Regions from separate parts of the Scleropages formosus genome. Here region 1 is linked to region 2. The links are chromatin contacts, called in public Hi-C maps. All regions are on one chromosome and are shown on one strand. The core of a region is the stretch at or near the end of the contact, and the rest is flanking DNA. Distances in the headings are between cores, read along the strand shown. Region 1 holds the start of kansl1a (KAT8 regulatory NSL complex subunit 1a). Region 2 holds the start of LOC108924755 (interferon alpha-6-like).

Evidence for each region. Hi-C and Micro-C count contacts between places; a contact is called where the count stands out from the background.
Region 1: a contact with region 2 is called in a Hi-C map of muscle, with 17 times the contacts expected there. The contact joins the promoter of kansl1a here to the promoter of LOC108924755 in region 2. A contact is called at or near these places in 2 of 2 Hi-C or Micro-C datasets (both in muscle).

The regions. Positions count from the first base shown.
Region 1 is chr3:559,772-562,471 of fSclFor1.1, forward strand. It overlaps kansl1a (KAT8 regulatory NSL complex subunit 1a), which reads right to left and starts at 1,406. Exons shown (of 15, transcript XM_029250252.1): 1 at 1,058-1,406.
Region 2 is chr3:402,635-405,334 of fSclFor1.1, forward strand. It overlaps LOC108924755 (interferon alpha-6-like), which reads right to left and starts at 1,365. Exons shown (of 5, transcript XM_029250089.1): 1 at 1,252-1,365; 2 at 1,070-1,168; 3 at 758-907; 4 at 520-627; 5 at 325-420. The coding sequence starts at 1,365. The coding sequence ends at 325.

The sequences.
Region 1 (2,700 bases), core at 156-2,655, 160 kb after region 2:
ACGCCATCGTTACACATTGTACAGCGGTTCTCCCAACGCGCGCGTCCTATCGAGTCACAGGGATCAGACCATCTTGGTGCCGCGCCCTGCTGGTTCAGCTCATGGTAACGCTCACGAAGCCTCCTCGTTTCATAGTTTCCACTTATTTCCCAAGAAAATATCTGTTCAGTGTGCCTGTTACATGCAGCCAACGAGCCGCTTTATTGATGCCCACTTAGCATCGGATTACGGAAGAGAGAAAAACAAAAAAGGCACGGAGAACCAGGTCCCTCCACTGGTTCGTGGGAGAGCAGTGCACTGACGGGACTTGAGCGTGAAGGGTGGTGAAGGCACGCCCCCTGGCGCTCGTAAGCGCACATACATGCTGAGGCCCGCTCATGCGTTGTGCCCACTAGGCTTCGTTACTTAGTTAACTGGCTCACTTGTCTCCACTGCTGTTCATCTGTTACCACGTTTACCGCAGTGGCTTCACAGCAAGTACACCGATTGTACTCTGCAATCATGCGTCTGCATCCAAAGCTCTCCTCCTGCACACGTACCGCACTCTCGGTGCCGTTCTCAGAGACGTACAGTACCTCGCGTCAGACAAAAGGCAAGTTGTGTGTAATACGAGTCCAGTCTCTCAACGGAAGCGCCGTCTCCACGTTAAAACGCGGTAAATGCCACAATAAAGAGGCCACTGAGTCAAGGAAGCTGGTAATGTAGGGGTTGGAGCTGCTGCCCTTGCTCACAGGTTTGAGTCCCACCTCCAGCTCTTGTACCCTTGATCAGGGTACATACCCTCAACTGATGCAGTTCAAATAACCCAGGTAAACAAATAGGTAAATCAGTGGAGAACCTTAACACTACTTTGGAAAACTGCGTTGTAAAAAGGCGTCAGGTACATGTATAACTGTAAGCAGTTTTCCTGTCTTCATTTCCAATGTGGTGACCGCATGGCACAGACTGGAAAACTGCGTTCAGCAGCACTCTGGTGCAGCTCCTCGCTCTGTGTAAGCGTCGTTAATGCAAGTAACTCGTTTGTGACTAGAAAGATCCAGCTCGTTTGTTTTCCTACCTGCACCTCAGAGTCCATCTTCCAGAGATGCGCACAAAGCGTAGCGCTTTTTCTGCCGCTCTGATGAGTGGAGCTGCTGCGCTGTTGGATTGCTGGGAGTGGGACCAGCAATGTCCTGCAGAAGGAACAGAGACACAAGGAGAGGGTCAATGAGAAACACTGCGACTGCCATCTAATCTGGTCAGAAAACTGGACAACATGGGCCTTGATTCTTCTCTGTGCTCACGGGTCATGAACTTCTTCACAGACTGATCACAGGAAGTCTGAGTTGGTAACCACATCTCCTCCACCCTCATCCTAAACACAGGAACCCCAAAGCATTGTGTGCTGAGGCCTACGCTCTTCACCCATGACTGCACCCCCCTCCACACCTCCAATTCCATCATTAAATTTGCACACGACACCACAACAATTGGGCTGATCTCAGACAATGAAGAGATGGCCTATAGGCTTGAGGTGGAACATCTGGTTGAGTGGTGTAAGGATAACAACCTGGTCCTTAACACCTCTAAGACAAAGGAGATGGTTGTGGACTTCAGGAGAACAAAGGAGATAGACCACCTCCCCCTCCACATACATGGAAAGTGTGGAGAGCCTAAAGTTCCTTGGAGTCAATGTAGTCACCATATTTACATTTACGTTTATATTTATTCCATTAGCAGATACATCTATCCGTACAACTCGGAAAAAGGAATTTGACCCCTTCAGCTACAGGAGGCCCATGCAGAGAGATGGGGAAGGGGGATATATGGGAGCGCTTTCCTAGGTCAAACACAATTCATACCGTGGTACAGCGTATGGGCTGAAGAGGTTTGATGGCAGTAGCTCGAAGGCCAGAGAGGACAGAGTTTCAGTAGACCAGGTGGGGTATTTCACCATGGTCTGGACCATGAGTTTTGCAGGAAATATCTGCAGATCCAGTTGTGGGTTCAATATGTAGAGAGAAGGAGAGACTCGAGTCAGTCGTTGCACCCAGGTTCTTAGTTGATAAGCAAGGTGAAAAGAGCGAGTTGTCCAGTTTTCATACAGAGTTCTCGACAGGAGGACGGACCAGCTGGGAGGTGAAGGATGTCTTTTGTGGAGAAGGGTTGAGTTGTACGTGATGATTAGACATTCGGGCGGAGAAGTATGAGGGACAGGCAGTGATGTGCGAGGAAACGGCTGCAGCTCCAGGTGAAAAGGAGAGGAAGAGCTGGGTATCATCAGCATAGCAGTGGTATTTGAATCCATGGGAGGTGATGACCGGACCAAGGAAGGAGGTGTAGATGGAGAAGAGCAGAAGACCCAGTACCGAGCCCTGTGGGACACCAGTTGAGAGAGGCAGAGGAAAAGAACGAGAGCCCTGCCAGACCACTTGATAGGATCTGTCAGATAGGTAGGGTTCAAACCATCTTAGTTCTGTTCCTTTGATCCCAAACTGGTTAAGAGAGGAGAGTAGAATCCAGTGATTGACAGCGTCAAACGCTGCAGAGGAGGATGAGGACCGAGGAGAGGGAGGCCGCTCTAGCCGGCCGAAGAGCATCTGACACTGCGAGGAGAACTGTCTCGGTGGAGTGTCCAGCTTTGAATCCAGACTGACACCTGTTGAGGAGATCATTCTGGGTGAGGAATTCAGACAGTTGATCACAGGTTGACCGTTCCAC
Region 2 (2,700 bases), core at 115-2,614:
CAACAAATTCATACCAGTGTGATCAAACAGCCTCCCAGCAGATTTCCCATGAACTGATAATGTTTCAAGTAATAGACAACAAAACAATTATGTGAATTAATTTATTCAAGCAAAAGCTGTTGTAAAAGAAGGTAAAAGATTTTCAAATACAAAACATTTTCATAATAAAAATGTTACTTAAATACTAAATAAATAGATAAAACACTGGAGAGACAAATCATAAATAAATAAATCTCAATACTAGGAAAACTCATTTTAAAACATAAAGGTCACATTTCATGAGGATACAGGAGGTTACAGTCAAGAAGAGAGTTTGTGTGAGATTCATGGCCACAGAAAGTCAGCGCTGTGTTCCACGATGAAGCGCAGAGTCCGCTCTAGTTCTTTTCGGACAATTTCCCACGCGCAAAAGCTGTAATTCTGAAAGCATCAAGGTACAATGGCAAGGAATGCGTCACACGTTACATATTATACATGTTATTATTAGTTGTTGTTGTTGTTACTAGGATACATGCATACCTTCTCTTGTAAAGTAGTGTCCAGCTTATCAAAGTAGGTTTCCACCAGCTTTGCTCTCTCGAGGAAATGGCTCTTGGCCTCATCTCTCAGGCCCTGGAGTCTCTCCGCCTGAAATGGACATGAAAAGAGCGCAGAACGGAGTTATTCTCAGCAGCGGAAGGTGTATGCAAGTAACGGCCTGTTGCTGGAGAAAACGGGTGCTGGACTTGAGGCACAGCGGGCTATGATGCTCACTTACACAGTGGCCTAAGTCGTCTGAGAGCCGATAAACCTCACTCTGAAAGTCCTCGAGCGCCTTGGGCTCCCACTCGGCGGGCAGATCTCTGTCCCCGAAGAGAGAAGTGATGCTGCTGAACGTTTCATTGATGAGCATCGTCAAGACCTTCTGCTGGAACACACACAATGTCATTTCACACAGTGTCCAACAGCACCCTCTCTCTCTCACACACACACACACACACACACACAAAATCTATGGTTCGTCAATGTCACATATCCGAGATGCGAGGGGAAAAATGAAGGTTCATCACGAGCACATGCATGGACGCACGGACGTTCTTACCGCATCGGTGCCATCAGAGCGGAAAGCGACCGCAGGGAATGGGACCATGACGTTGTCTTTGATGCATTTCCGTGGGAAAGGTCCTCCCTGAAGCACAAACACACGGATGGAAACACACCGCAGCCCTGGGCCCCGCCGGAGACCCTCACCGCTATAGACGCCCGACTCACCATGCTCCTCAGGAGCTCGTGGCTTCTTTTTACCAGGTTCCCGTTGAGCTGACAAGTGATGGGCAGCGAGGTGGTGTGTGACACACAGAGGATCACACACACCCAGAGGGACATCGGTGAGCTCTTTGGTGCCATTCTTCAGGTGGAAGGGGACGGATTGGAAGGCAATGAATTCGGGACTGATGCGTTTCGCCTCGTTATACCTTCAGTCCTTGTGAGATGTGATTTTGCTCCTGCCTGGCCCTCTTCCATTTATATGTGTACTCTCGAGCCATCTATGAAAAGTGAAAGTTTCGTTTTTTACTTTTCTTTTAATTATTCAGAAAAAAACCGCAAGATTTCGGTGAATTTCGGTTTTGGAGCCGGGAGGCGCCAACCGTCCGGGACAAATCGGGTTTTCCACCGCTCCGTTTCCGCACAGGGAAACGGGTACCTGTGGCACTGTGCAGGGCTGTCACTGAGCTCACGTGTAGGACACGTGGTCCTCACAGGTGCGCAGACCGTACTGCGTGTCCCCGCCTGTCCCCGCGTGTCCCCCTCCCTCTGCACCTTTTTTCCACATCTCACCTGCCACGGACAGCAGGACATGATGATGTGGGACATGATGATGTAGAGCTATAAATAACGAGAAGGAAACGACGCTCTGTCGTGGACATGAAGAATAACGGAATCTGTTCATTCATTGTTCTCAGGAAAAGAGAAGCGTACACTTTATTAATATTTGCGTTATTAATACTATTATATGTTCCAAGTATGTTATAAATACACCGTAACCAAAAAGGTCAAGGCAACTATCGAATCTTTTTTTTCATCTTACGTTTGATTTGATAGAAATTAATTAGAATAAAAAGGAAAGAAGTACAATTAGTGGCGATGTGACGGAATTGATCAAAAGCCGCGTTCGCCGAAAGCGCGTTTAACACAAATTCCTGCCGCGTCTTTCTGAAAATTCAAACAGAAAGAAAGGATCCCTTCTGATAGTCCGCATGTACATATTAATTAAAAGATAAAAACGCAGGTACTCCTCTTATTTAATCATGTCAGCGTTTATGTACGTATAAAGAAATTATTACTAGGAAGGTGATGAAGAATCGCGGATATTCGGATAAGATTTACGCAGCTACTCGTGCGATGAACATGGGTTCAGCTGGTGGAAAGAAACTAACTGTACTTAAGAATCACACGTCTCTCTTTCTACTAATGTAATCATGAACACATTGTTTGTATTTTCTATGAGATATTCGTCGCTTTGAGAAAAGTGTCTAATAAACGAATAAATTAATACATGATCTAAATCTAAGTAAGTGTAAAAAAATTATTTGGTTTCAACTTTATATACTGAAGTAATTTTCCTTTTCGGCAATAAAAAAACATTGCTCAAATGAAATATTAGTGAGAATATAAACGTTCACTTAGATGAGTACGAGTGCAGTATTTCCGCTGAATATA